Linked DNA regions of Rattus norvegicus: region 2 is linked to region 1. Evidence: chromatin contacts called from public Hi-C data. All regions are on one chromosome and are shown on one strand. Each heading gives the region's core, a stretch centred on a gene start, on an enhancer-like site or on the middle of the called end of the contact. The rest is flanking DNA. Distances are from core to core; before and after follow the strand shown. Region 1 overlaps LOC120097809 (a long non-coding RNA gene). Region 2 holds the start of Gadd45g (growth arrest and DNA-damage-inducible, gamma).

The links. Hi-C and Micro-C count contacts between places; a contact is called where the count stands out from the background.
Region 2: a contact with region 1 is called in a Hi-C map of liver, with 4 times the contacts expected there. The contact joins the promoter of Gadd45g here to the enhancer-like site in region 1. A contact is called at or near these places in 8 of 12 Hi-C or Micro-C datasets (the A7r5 cell line, frontal cortex, kidney and 3 more) and 1 of 1 datasets of contacts at active chromatin or transcription factors (oligodendrocytes).

Annotation. Positions count from the first base shown.
Region 1 is chr17:13,388,432-13,394,983 of GRCr8, forward strand. It overlaps LOC120097809 (a long non-coding RNA gene), which reads right to left. Exons shown (of 3, transcript XR_005495575.2): 3 at 1-6,552. Among named protein-coding and RNA genes, the nearest start is that of Gadd45g, 140 kb to the right of the region's middle. Within about 2 kb of position 4,555, at least 2 of the 93 cell types and tissues checked have an H3K27ac peak or open chromatin away from gene starts, as enhancers often do. A contact at or near this core is called in liver, where this site is marked.
Region 2 is chr17:13,526,753-13,534,012 of GRCr8, forward strand. It overlaps Gadd45g (growth arrest and DNA-damage-inducible, gamma), which reads right to left and starts at 3,599. Exons shown (of 4, transcript NM_001077640.2): 1 at 3,459-3,599; 2 at 2,876-2,977; 3 at 2,560-2,773; 4 at 1,854-2,455. The coding sequence starts at 3,511. The coding sequence ends at 2,345.

The DNA.
Region 1 (6,552 bases), core at 3,305-5,804:
GCAGGAGAATCATAGACTCGAAGCAAGCGGGTACTACATAGTGAGACCCTGTCTCAAATGGAAGGAAGAAAACTCTTACCTTTTAGCCTGTCCACTGAGGTGCTGACCATAGTTAGAAAGAGAGACAGAGACAGAGACAGAGAGACAGACTGTGCATGTGTGCATATGTATATGTCTGTGTGTGTGTATCTGTGTGTGTTTCTGTGTATGTGTCTATGTGTGTGTGTCTGTGTGTTGTGTGTCTGTGTGTGTGTATCTGTGTGTGTATCTGTGTGTGTGTCTGTGTGAGTGTGTGTGTCTGTGTCTGTGTGTGTGTATCTGTGTGTGTGTGTGTGTGTGTGTGTGTGTGTGTGTGTGTGTGTGTGTGTCCCAGGCTGGCCTCATTTGCCACACAGCCTGGTATTCCTGTCTTTACCCACACCCCTCAGGTTTGCCCCCTTCCCTATGCCCCTCCCCCTCCCCCATGTTTCTCCATTCCCCCTCATCACCCTTCTCTTCCACCCTCCCTCTTCTCCCCCACCCCTCCTTTGCTCCCTTTCCCTCTCCTGCATCACATGCAGTCCGAGTAGTCTCCCAGATTCCCTCAGAGTCCCTCCGTGCTGGATTTTAAATCAAGCTCCCTGGACTTCACTCCTTCCCACTGGTCTCTCTGCTGCTCAGTCTTCTCTGGGACCCCTCAGTGCTACCCGGGGCAGACCCCAAAGGCCCAGCTTCTGCCTGGTTTCTCCTGTGCTCAGCCCCAACCTGCCTGTCAACCTACAAAGGAGACCCTCAAAGAAGCTATATTGTAAGTGTCACAGCTTCATCGTCCCTTCATCTGCTCCTGTCCTCTCCACCCTTCCCTCTCCCCAGCATTGCTCCACCAAACCACGGATCAGAGGAAGGATAAATAAATGTTCTGTGCATTTGCATGTGCACGAGTGTGTGTGTATGTGTGTATGTGTGTGTGTGCATGAGTATGTGTGTACATACACACAAGTGTGTGTGTATGAGTGCATTGTGCGTGTCCACATTTTCATGTGTGTGCATGTATATGTGTACTGGTACAAAAGCAGATGTGTGCAGATGCATGTGTAGCCAAAGGTCACATCAAATGCCTTCCTTTATGGCTCTCTTTGTTTGTTTGGAGACAAGATCTCTCATTGAACCCTGAACTCACCAATCCAACAAATCATGGAGATCTCTCAGGATCCTCCCCTGCACCCCAATGCTGGGGTTATGGGTATGTGCCACCAAGTCCAGTTTTTTATGGGAGCCAAGGCTCTGACTCAGGTCTGTGTACTTATACACCAAGCACTTTACACTGAGTGTCTTTCCAGTCCCAGCTTCTTTGTCTTTTTTTTTTCTTTTCTTTTTTTTTTTTTTTTTCCGGAGCTGGGGACCGAACCCAGGGCCTTGCGCTTCCTAGGCAAGCGCTCTACCACTGAGCTAAATCCCCAATCCCCCGACTTCTTTGTCTTAAACACAACCCATGCTTCTTGTCATGGCTTGTGAATACCCATATGTTAGACCGCTTCTCACCCCCACTGACCATCCTGGCACCCCATTCCTTGGCCTTACTGTGTGACTTTCCCTGGGGATAGATAAATGTCAACTTGATGCAGATAGGACACCAACAACAGCCCAAAGAACCAATTCCACCAGAGTCTGAACTGATGATTCAATGAGTTTTTCAGTGTTGCTTATAGGGGGTTTGAGTGACACAGAAGCAGCTAGATCACTGAGCAATTCACCCAGGAAAGACATCCTGCACACTTGCAGGCAGCTTGTTTGACTGGAGAATCTCTTCCCCCAGAAGTTGTTACTGCTTATGTGATTATGGCAGGGGCTTTGTGAATCTTATAACTTTCAGGAACTTCCTGTGCCTTCTAAGTTTCTTTTAGTTCCTGATTCTTTAGGAGCCTCCCTCTTCCTCCCAGGACAGAAATGAGGTACATAACAAATCCTCACAGACACCGTCTTAGAACACTCTTTGTGCTTAGAGTTTGTTCCATGGTGTGCCATCTCAGCAGCCTCTTCTCAGACAGGCCCTGCAGATCCACCACCCTCAGTTCGGCTCCACCCTTTTTGTCCTTGTGATGATCTGACCCTTATACACTTTCCGCCTCAATTCTTAAGTTACACTTCTTCTCTGGCCTTATAATTACTACACACGTTCTATCTAGAAACTCTCAGGCCCACACCATGCCCGCCTGTTTATAAAGTAACTGCCGTACTCTCATTGTTTATGCCTGAGCATTAAGTAGCTACTCAGAATTCACTGGGTAAATGAGGCCTGAGATCTTATGGATGGATGTTGATGATAATTTACAAACAGAAAAATAGGCCTTCTGACTACAAATGGAGTTTTCATACATGGGAGTAATAACAGTCTGGCCCCTGACCCTCACTGCTGAGGAGATTTGTCTAAGACTAAGAAACAGAAGCTTGTAACATCAGCTCCTAGAAGCAAGCTGAGGAGGTGAATGGCCCTCTAAGGTAAGTTCTTTAACAGCCTCAGTTCCACAGAGTTGTGGAATGTTGTCCTCTGGGCACAGCGTAGCGGTCACTATCAGAACAGCTCTTGGTACCCTCAGGAGACCCTCATGGGATCAGACCCATTGGTAGTCCCTAACATCAGGGGAATGGAGAAGGTGATTAGATTGAGAGCTGATATTCCAGCCACTCACCCCTGCAGCCTCCTTCCAGCTGTGTGTAATTCTGCCCCGGCTGCACATGGTTTGGGAAGGTTCGAGAGCTTGTAGAGGGTGAAGGCTTAACTGAAGGAAGGTTCTAGTTAAGTAGCTATGAGGAAGCCATCACCCATGCCAGGGTAGAACTTTTGGATGAAGAAATGTTCAGAGGTCTCCGTATTCCTGTAAATAACCCCTCACCCGAGCTCCTAGAAGTAACCTAAATAAGTCCAGCAGTTCAACAACCTGGGTGTGGATGTCGTTCTTCCCCCCACACCCCCATCTGGGTTGAATAAACATTTGTTCAAGTGTCTGTAGAAATAGTTACCACAGTACACGTCTAGAATGTCAAGGCAAGGGGCTGGTGCAGGAAGCACAACACCTGCTTCCTGCACTGTCAAAGTCCACAGATCTCACGGGTCTTAGATGATGTATCAAAAGGCTGACCCCAAACCCAAGCACACACCTTAGTGTGTAAATGGCGAGTGTCCGCACATCAAAGCCATGGTCCAAAAAGAGCTAAAACATGCCCTTTCTAAGAAGCTGTCTTCCCCACAAAACAAATGTTTTTTCTTACGTAAGACTTCCATTCAAAGAGTCACTTGAGGACGTTGGCCAGCTGTTTGCCAAGACCAAGCCGTGTGGTCTGAGGCTGGGGTTCCTCTGCACCTCCATATTCCTAGACATGGGGTTTGGGGTGCTTAGAACAAACACAAAAACTCGCTTGCACAGTTCTGTGGTGATGAAACCAGTCAGATGTGTAAGGCATGTTGCAGAAACACCCGGGCATGCATTCATGACAGCATCCCCAAGCTAGGAGTTCGGCTCAGTCAGCAGAGGACCCAGAGACAAATGCACATCGTGTTTGGTTTGTTGCCTGTTGGCAGAGAGCTGGGGAGGAAGAGCATCGGATGAGCGTGGTGACTCGCCAGCTCCATAGAGACAGGTTAGGTGAGGACTGCAACGGGACCAGCTGTCTCTAAACATTTCCGTGAGCCCTGGAGCCGGTGTCACCAAGGAGACACGTTTGATCTTAAAAAGACATAAGAGAGTCATCGAGGGTCTAGGGAAGTGAACCATCTGCTGGGCAAGTGTGAAGACCGGAACTGATGTCCCTAGAACCTTCACACAAGTAGATGCGGCAACACAGATGTCTGGGACTCCAGTGCTGGGGGAATGGAGCCGGCGACCTCTGAAGCTCGGTGGCCAGCTGGTATTGCAGAATCTGTGGGTGTCGGGTGCACTGACAGAACCTGTCTCAGAACACGTGTGTGTAGAGACAGCAAGGTGGCTGACTCAGTAGGTTAAAGTCTAATGACCTGAGTTCAGTCTCCAGAACCCACGTGGTAAGAGAAAACTGAAATCCCCTGCATGTCCTGGTACACACACACACACACACACACACACACACACACACACACACACACGCACACATATCTGTGGCCATCATACCTGCACCAGCCGAGGGGACCCCAGCACCTAAATACATGTTTGCTGCTTGAGGCACTGGGCAGAAGCAGGGCCCAGGACCTATGGGGAGCCTCAGACAGATATTGATATTGATGAATATAGATATAGGGCCTGTGGAAGAAAATCCAGTCACAAGCCTGACCACAGACACCAAAGCCACTAGCAAAGGGCACTTCAGAGATCTTAATTGGAGAACAAAGTGGAGCACGGTGTGGCCCTTACGGTTCCGGAACTGGTGGCATTGTGTACTCTCCCATACTTGCCCCTGCAGACAATTACTTTTGTTTTGGGAGCCTTAAGAAAACTGGGCTAGAAAGAAACCAAACACTCATTAATCTTGGTCTAGCATGATGCAAAAATCAATACATACCACAAGATTACCCAACTCTGGATCAGCCATCAGCCTCAGGGCCTGGTAGTTACTGTCTTTCTGATAGCTGTGAGAAAGTGGCTGTCAACAGCCTGTCCCTGGCACCCACTCCTTCACACAGCCCTCCAGTCACTCAGCCATGTCCTCTTGCTTTTGAACCCATGAGCAACCTCCAGATAGCTCCCCATACCTCAGACACAGTGGCCCAAAAAACCATCTTAAACCGTCAGCCCATTTCTCCAGAAACCTAGCTAGCTCTTTAGATTCATTGCATGCGCTGCCCAGTTCTTTTATCAACTTGAGATAGCTGGAGTCGCTTAGAAGAGGGTACCTCCATTGAGAATATGTTCCCACCAGATTGATCTATGGGCTAGCCTGTGGTACATTTTCTTATGATTGATAGGAAAGGGCCCAGCTCAGTGTAGGTGCGCAATCCTGGGCTAGAGGTGCTAGGTGCTGTAAGAAAGCAGGCAGAGAAAGTCAAGGGGAAAGAAACCAGTGTCACTCCTCCATGATCTCTGCCTCCAAGTTCCTGCCCTGACATCCCTTAAGGATGCCCTAGGAGTATAAGCTAAATAAACCCTTTCTTCCCCAAGTTGCTTTCGGTCGCAATGTTTTATCAGAGCAATAGAAACCCTGAAGACAGAAATCACTCCCAGAGAGTGTGTCAAGCCTGCCCGTGTCTATTCAGAAGGATTGAGGCCATATAATACCTCCCACTCTGAGGAACTGATATGATCTCTCTCACTAAGGAGAGAGAGAGAGAGAGAGAGAGAGAGAGAGAGAGAGAGAGAGAGAGTATTTTACGGTAATTGTCTGGTCAAGAGACCGGCTCCTGCAGAAGTGGGGAAAGGGCAGACAGCTCTGGGTCTCTCTTTGAGTATCATGATAACCTTCACTGCAGAAAGGGTAAACAGTAATTGAGTTGCTGCTGTGTAAACAGGGTGCTGTGATTTGTCTTATTTGGAGATGATTTCCTCTCGGTATCGAGCCGTCTTTGGCTACTCAAGTGAAGAAAGAGAAGCAGGAAAAGCGGTGACTGTTAGCACAAACAAGGGATGCTGCTTCTGTAGGGAACATGTCACTCAGAGAGGCTGCAAACGGCAGGTATAGGGAGCCAAGAATTTAGAGGGGTGTGTGTGTGTGTGTGTGTGTGTGTGTATGTGTATGTGTATGTGTATGTGTGTGTATGGTGTGTATGTGTGTGTATATGTGTGTGTATGTATGTGTCTATGTGTGTGTGTGTGTAGGTGTGTGTGTAGGTGTATGTGTATGTATATCTATGTATGTATATATGTATGTGTGTATGGTGCGTGTGTGTATGTGTATGTGCCTATGTGTATGTATGTATATCTATGTATCTGTATATGTGTGTGTATGGTATGTGTGTATGTGTGTGTATACGTGTGTATATATGTTTGTGTGTGTCTATGTATATACGTGTATATATATGTGTGTCTATGTGTGTGTGTGTATGTGTGTGTATGTATATCTATGTATGAGTATATGTGTGTGTATGGTGTGTGTGTGTATGTGTGTATGTGTATATGTATGTGTGTGTATGTGGGGGGTGTGTATGTGTGTGTATGTGTGTGTATACCTGTGTATATATGTGTGTGTGTGTCTATGTGTATGTGTGAGAGAGAGAGAGAGAGAGAGAGAGAGAGAGAGATCTGAGGCATAATTCCTCAGGACACTGTCTTCCTTGGTTTTTGAGACAGGGTTTCTCACAGGCCTGTAGCCTGTGGTTGGCCTGTCTCTCTCCCCGGGCAGGGATTACAAGTACAGCATACCACCATACCGAGGTTTCTTGTTTTTACATGGATCCTCAGGATCCAAGAGAGGTCCTTGTGCTTGCAAGGCAAGTCCTTTCTCCATCATCCTTGGCCCAAGAACTTGGATTCTGAGAACAGACATTAGCCCCAGATGGAAATTGTCCAGAATCTATCTATCAGGAGTACACCTGAGCCCAGGACATGCTGCAAAGCAACTAAGTTCCAGAAAGGACCTCAAGGCCCAAAGCACCCTAATGGGCCTCTT
Region 2 (7,260 bases), core at 2,349-4,848, 140 kb after region 1:
CTGTAAGCATGGAAGGAAGTGTTTGCAAACTCCATGCATTTGAAGGATGGCAAAGTGTTGTGTGTGTTGTAGAGAACTTGCCTGGGTTTTATCCTCAACACTGCACAAAATGGGGTGTGGTGGCCCACGCTCGCGCATAATCCAGCACTTCGGAGCTGAAGGCAGCCGGAACAGTGGTTCGAGGTTATCCTTAACTGCATGCTGAGTTTGAGGCCAGGACCTAAATAACTGCACACCATATAATTTATTTTATGCCCTCTTGGTTAGTTCATGATAATAATATTAACATACATATATGAAAAAAATTCAGCACAAATTCGGGCCACAATCATCCCCTCCCAGCCACTAGTGGTCCAACCCTGCATTCCTACTCCCCGCCCCCACCCTACCCTCACCCCCTCCTGGAAATTCTTGTCTCCTAAAACTCTAACAGGTGGTGGCAAAGTAAGGGCCAATCAGAGAAAGCCAAGTTTCCTACCGACTGCCAACTCAAGGTCCTACCAGGGTCTGCCAGCCTGTAATGTTCTGTTGAACACTTATGGCAAAAAGTTATTTCTTTTTACCAGCATACAGATCTACTCCCCCACTGCAAGACTCCCCCCTAAAGAAAAAAAATTAATGGCCAAGTGAAGCAGTGATGCTATTTGGGGCACGACTGTGGCTGCATTCTTTCACTGGAGATGGTTTGGAGGAAAAAAAAAAAGGCATTTTTCCTTACAGGAAATGTGGTCGCACTCCTGCAGTTTTCCTGTTGCCTTGTACAGGCTTCCAGAATGCGCTGTGGCGGTTTTTTTTTTTTTTTTTTTTAAAGTGTCACTCAACCGGCAAACCAGCCTCCCTAAGCACTGCTGGTAAATCAGCCCAATGGCCTTCTTAGAAAAACAGCACCCCACCCCTCCCTTCCCCGAAGGCTCGAGCTCTGCCCGGCAGCAGAGCTGACAGCCAGAAAGCCCCACGTGGGCTTCCCCCCATCCGTCAGCACAGCCTGGAATGAGCAGTGAAAGCCAGAAGCACTAAGCTACAGAAAAAGTCCTCTCTCTGGGACGTTTCCCCCAGATCCTTCTCAAAAGATAATCTTGGCTCCCAAGCGTTTGTCCTCTGACTTTAAAAGGAATTGCGGGTAGCAGCAGTCCTCCCTGATGTGGGCAGAAGCACTGAGAATAGGAACTAGCAGATGCCCGCCCCACTCAGACTGGCTCACTCCTATTTATATAGACAGTGCCTTCCAACTTCTGCTAAGATACTGTAGCTTCCATCACGGCTGTGACAAAATGATGATTCATACTTAAAACGCACTCACTGGTGTCATATTTTATATTAATACCTTAGTAGCGTAGCTTTGTCAGAACAATTAAAAGGAGAAAGTTCCTGAAAGCTAGAGCTACCCGCCCCCATCCACCATCCACAGCCACCACACCAAGGGCAGAGTTGCAGAAGGCAAGCTCATTGTATTGGAAGGCACAGGGCCTCCAGCAAGCTGTTCAGATAAGCAGCTGTCCAGGCAAAGGTGGGGGAGGGGGGCGGAGTGGGGGAGGGGGGGCGCTGGAGGCAGAAGTCACAGTTATCGGATTGGATTGCAAGCCTTGAGCTCCTGCACCAGGATGCCTTATCAAGTATGCTCCTGTCTTGCAAATTTGAAATCTTCCTGAAAGGTTCAAACAGTATTCCCCTTTACTACTCGCCAGCATTCCCTCCCCCTACTGCCAGCCCCAGGAGGCTGTTTCTTGCCCAAGACAGAAAGAGAGGTGGTCACGGGTGTCCCAAGCTCCATCAACTACCAGAAACACCCTTGACCGCCTCCCTCACCCCTCCCGAGATAAGAATCCCCGACCCTCAATAAGAAGCATAAGTTTGTTTCAATAAGTTTATTGTGAAATTCAAAGCTTCCACGATAGCGTCCTTTAGAAAATGAAAGCATTGCCCGGGATCCGTTTTTGAAAGAGCAGTGCAGTCTGCTAAGTCCGGCTCGCTCCTGCAGTGGCCTCTCCTGCAGCTGTACCAAGTCCAGGCGGCCTCCTGCCTTGCCTTTCCCCTCCTTTCACTGAAGGCTGCTTGCTGAGTCACACCTGCCTCGCTGGTCGGTTCTTCCCGGCCCTGGGGCCAACGTCCTTGCCAGGCCTTCGTGTGCTAGCAGCCTCTCCGGACACTGGCAGAGTCCTGGGCTCGGAACAAGATGTCCCCGCTGCCGCCAGACCCCCTTCTTGGGAGGCCGCGCTCCTCGCTCTCCAGGCAACATCGCCTGCCAGTCTCCATGCGCACTCGAGCGCCCTCGGAGGGCCACTCCAGAGCCAGCAGCGCGCTAGAGTGTCACCAAGTCGATCAGACCAAGGTCCCTGCCAGGCTGTCACTCGGGAAGGGTGATGCTGGGCACCCAGTCGTTGAAGCTGCGGCTCTCCTCGCAGAACAAACTGAGCTTCTCCAAGGCAGGGTCCTTCCATGTGTCTTCATTAGGGTTCTGGATTTAAAAAAAGAAAAGAAATACAGGGGTCAGCCATGCCTATCGTTGGCCAGGACAGGTTGGGGGACTGGCGTGGAGAGGTAGTGAGTGGGAGCGCTCACCGAAATGAGGATGCAATGCAAGTCTCCCGGCGCGCCCCCCTCGTCGTCGGCGCCCACGATCGCCGCCAGCCTCTGCACGTCTCCCACGCGCACGATGTCAATGTCGTTCTCGCAGCAGAACGCCTGGATCAACGTAAAATGGATCTGCAGGGCTATGTCGCCCTCATCTTCTTCGTCGGCAGCCAGCACGCAAAAGGTCACATTGTCAGGGTCCCTGCAGAGCAGATGGGAAGCACAAGGTCAGAGTCGATGCCACCCCCAGGTCTCCCCACCGCGCCAACCCTAATCCCTGCACGCGGGGCCTTTCTACACTCACACATTCAGGACTTTGGCGGACTCGTAGACGCCAGCGGTCAGACAGCCCTGGCGCTGCGCCGACAGCAGAAGTTCGTGCAATGCTTTCCCGGCGCCCTGCATCCTGTGAAAGAACAAGCGCCGTGAGTGGGGGACCAGCACGGGGACGCGACAGAGAGATCCCTGCCCTGACCTCCAAGTCCCAGCTGGCCCCTTAGCCTAGACCTGCCTGGCGCCAGCATTCCTGCCTCCCAACTCCAACCTGGCGCCCACACACCCGGATCCCCAGTCCCGACCTGGCGCCCACACCTCTGGCACCCTAGTCATGATCTGGCGCCCTCATTCCCCATCACCCAGTCTCGACCTGGCGCCTGTAACTCCCGGTTCCCTACTTCTGATCTGGTACCCGTATCCCAGGCTCCCCAACAACGACCAGGTGCCGGCACCCCAAACTCTAGCTCTAGACACGAATCGAATGTAATAATCCTGGTCCCGCGCCTCTGCACCTCGCAGCCAGACAGTGCATGGCTCCCACCCTGCAAACTTCTATCCTGGAGGACCCCGAGAGATCGCTACCCGACAACTCTCTGTACCCCCAAACCCACCTGGCTGTGCTTTCCGGAACTGTATCCTGGCCACGGACTTCTTCCAGAGTCATTGTGCGATCCACGAACAGCAAGTTATCCAAAAGTGAAGAGTGCAGAGGGAACCCGAGCGCAAGTAAAGATTCCCAAAGACGATCCGCGCCCACCACCAGCGAGTGCGCCAGGCTCGGCAGGGAGAGTCCTTTTATAGACCGGCTCCGCGCGCCGCCGCCAGCTGGCGGGAGGCTGCGCTCCCATTGGCCAGCGCCCGCTTTCTGATGCAAATGAGGCGGCAGGCCTGCGGCTCGTGCCAGAAGGCCACGTGGGGAGGGGTGCGGGGGATGACACAGCCTCAAATCTGCCGCTTTTGTCAGGGTGTTACCAGGCAGACTGGAGCCTGCAGATTTCACCTCGCCTTTCTTTTTTGTAAGTCCTTAAAAGGAAAAAGTTAAAAAAATAGCACGTTGTTTGCTAATACGATACTGGAATTTGTAGAATGCACACTTGGAAAATGTAAACGCCTTTTTTGTTTGTTTGCACTTTTTGGTTTTTTTTTTTTTTTGCGACCTTTCTAATTTTTTCTTTTTTTTTTTTTTCAACTTGAAGTTTACGGGACTGTTGCACCGAAACCGAAACTTAAAAGTCAAAGGTTTGCAACTGCAACTGACTTTAGGCCTAGACTGCCACTAAGGACTCAGGACTTAGCGCCTTTCGGGGTCACGGCTGCAAGGTCTAAGCTCTCCCGCCCCCCATCCCCCACCCCTACCCGGAGCAGATCGCTGTGGGGCGCGGGCAGCAGGGACTAGCAGATTGCTGCCGGCACACGCGGCTCGTTTGCATTTCTATACGGGGCACACAAAAGAGGAGGTCTGGCGTGTGGCAGTTCACAGTGAGGACAATCGACGCTTTCTCTTTCATAGCAACACTGTCCACCTGCCGCCGGTGGGGTGGGCAGAGCCCCCCTCGCGCGCGGGGGTCGCGGGGTTGCACGGCGCGTGAGGGTCGGAGCCGCGTGCCGCTCCCCCGCCCCTGGGTGCGCACCTCTTAGGCTTATGCTGGCTGCTGGGATTCTGATACACGCGTGCCAAGCTCGGGAGAGAGCTGTACACACAGGGATACTGCACCCCAAACCCAGAGGTTCCGGGGTGACTTGGAAGCTCGGCGCACGCTGTTCCTCAATGCTTTTCCCAGGGCGCCGCCTACAGGCCGACCTAGAAAAATCCAGATCTTCCTATCCTCCCACCACATACTGCCTCGCGTTGACCTCCCAGGGCCGAGGTACCCCAGGCACCGAGAACCCTGTGCTATTATGCGCATCAATTAGAATCAGTATAGCTCCTGCGCCCCTGGCCTGGAGACCGAAAGGAGCCTGCCGCCCGGGACCAAGAATCCGTTTGTCTAATGAGATTTTTGAAATATTTCAACTACTTAAAAATGTTTTTTCAAAAGTTCTTTTCTGATGATATAATAGAATTCGAAGCGATCTTGGGAGATTTCTGAACTTATCGTTTGCCCCGTGAGACCTGCACACCAGGCTTCCAGACTGTTCACCCGCAGATCACGACACTGTGGGCGTCTGCATCTCTCTGTACTACACAGAAAAGTGTGCTAGGGGACTTCTGGAGATTCTTTTGAGTGAAGCCTGGGGAGGCTGGATAGGGCAAAGGGCGTTCATGAAGCTTGCCAGATGCAAAAATCACACACACACACACACACACACACACACACACACACACACACACACACACACACAGAGAGAGAGAGAGAGAGACAGAGACAGAGACAGAGACAGAGACAGAGACGGAGACAGGCAGAGAGAGACACAGAAAATTCCTTTTTACTGGAGTGTTCTCTAGGTGGGTGGTGAATATATACATTCAGTGTTAATTTTTGAACTCCTTAAAGGACGTTTTCCTGCTGCTCGGTGAAGCTGCGCGTTTGCCAACGCCAAAGGCTAGGCCTGGGGCCGGCGTCTTGCGCCTCCCAGAGGCTGCATTGAGAACTGCAGAGGTCCGTCCTGTGGTTCAGTGAAAGCACGAATTTGATTTGCAAGGTCTCTCAATTTCTCAAAACCCCTTCCTAATAAAACACATTTTAAGTGATGGAAACTTAAATTGTTGCTCTTTTCAAAGTTTTATTACTTCTTAACTCTCATTGGTTTCAGATGCCATGGAAACGTCGGAAATACTAATCCATTTGATATCTTAGCACCCAGCCGCCGCTGCCACTTACAGCTAGAAAAGAGTTCACTTGCCGGGTTGCAGGAAACGCCTCCCCCCACCCCTCACCCCATCCTCCGGCCTGTCCCCCGCAGGAAGGCCGGTACAGGTTAGCGCAGGCTTAAGTACTAGCATTTCCAGACCCCGCCCCCAGCCAGTCTGGGCCAGAAGGGATGATTGACAAGCCCTGAAGCTAGTCTACTCTGCTGGCATTTTCAAAGTATTCGATTACAGGAAACCCTCCTCTCCGCCATAAGATAGGGCCTTACACAGCTTTACCTAGCCAAGTTCTAGTGGCCCCAAAGTCCCCATCTCAATTAGGATAGAAAGGTTAGGACCAGGCCGGACACCACAGGCAATATTTCTAAACCCCACACTTTCCGGTGGCTACACTCTTACTACATCCCTAAACCTTAATAGTGCAGGGGACAGTGAGTCTATTAAAAGGGAAGTTTCACATATGCTCCACTTTTGAAACCCTTCGGGGGTGGGGCTATATCTCCGTAGGTAGATACTTATAGAGTGTGCATGAGGACCAGCTTTATAACCCACGCATAGTAAGTAATACACACCTGGATATCACCAGCCTGGTACACCTTAGGCCCCCATCTCAAAATTGAATTAAAATAAATGCATGGGAACACCTAGAATCCTAGCTACTTGGAAGGCTGAGCCGGGAGGACTCCTGAGTCCAAGAGTTAATGGTTAGCCTGGACAAACCAGAGAGGCGGTCCCCATTCCCAGCCAATTCTCTCAGTGAACTTCCCGATGACTGTCTGCTGGGAGGGGTCCTAGTGGAAGCTTGGTTTATTTGGAGGAAGATGGAGGTGGGCCCCAGGGCAATAATGTCATTGAGGTCTTCCCTCCCTCCTGCATCTGAAGTGTGCACAGAGGATGACTTTAAAGAGCAGGCATATGCCTCTAGCCACCCAAGCCAGCACCCAAGCCAGCAGAACCAAAGCCGCAAGACCAGAGCACGCCGAGGAACCCGACCCCAGTGCAGGTGGCTGTCTTAGGAAAAGCCAAAGTCGGCAGCTTTCACTGAAGGCCTCTGGCCTTCTCTCGGTTAGTTAACCTTATCGATGCTTTTAAAAACAGGCCATGTCTTTGGTTGTTTCCAGAAGAGTGTTCCCCCAAGATCAGCTAATGATAAAACAGTAGAACCGTGACCTATGTGACCTATGACCACGGTAAATGTTTTAAGAAGGAATAACATCTTTATGCAAGACCTAGACCCCAGCAGTGGCAGCAAACCCATCGGCCCTTTCCACCCCAGCCCCTTCCTCAGAGCCACACGCCCGCCCCCTTCCCGGGGTGAAATACTGAACTACAGGTGGGGGCATTTCACTGGACAGCTGAGGCAGGAAACAGGAAACAAAAAGAAAAGGCTTTCTCGGCAAGCCGGACGTCCGTGGTGAGAGCTCTCTGGAAGGTGCGATTGGTCTTGGTTGTGACAGGAGTGAAGGCAGAGCCCCGGCTGTCACCAAAGGTTTGCGAATCATTCTGGGATTCCTACCTCCCCTTTCAACAGTAAGGATTTGTGGCAACAGTCAGCCGCAGCCCTACGCTGGAGCGCAGAACTCTGCACCCTAGTGGAAACGCCC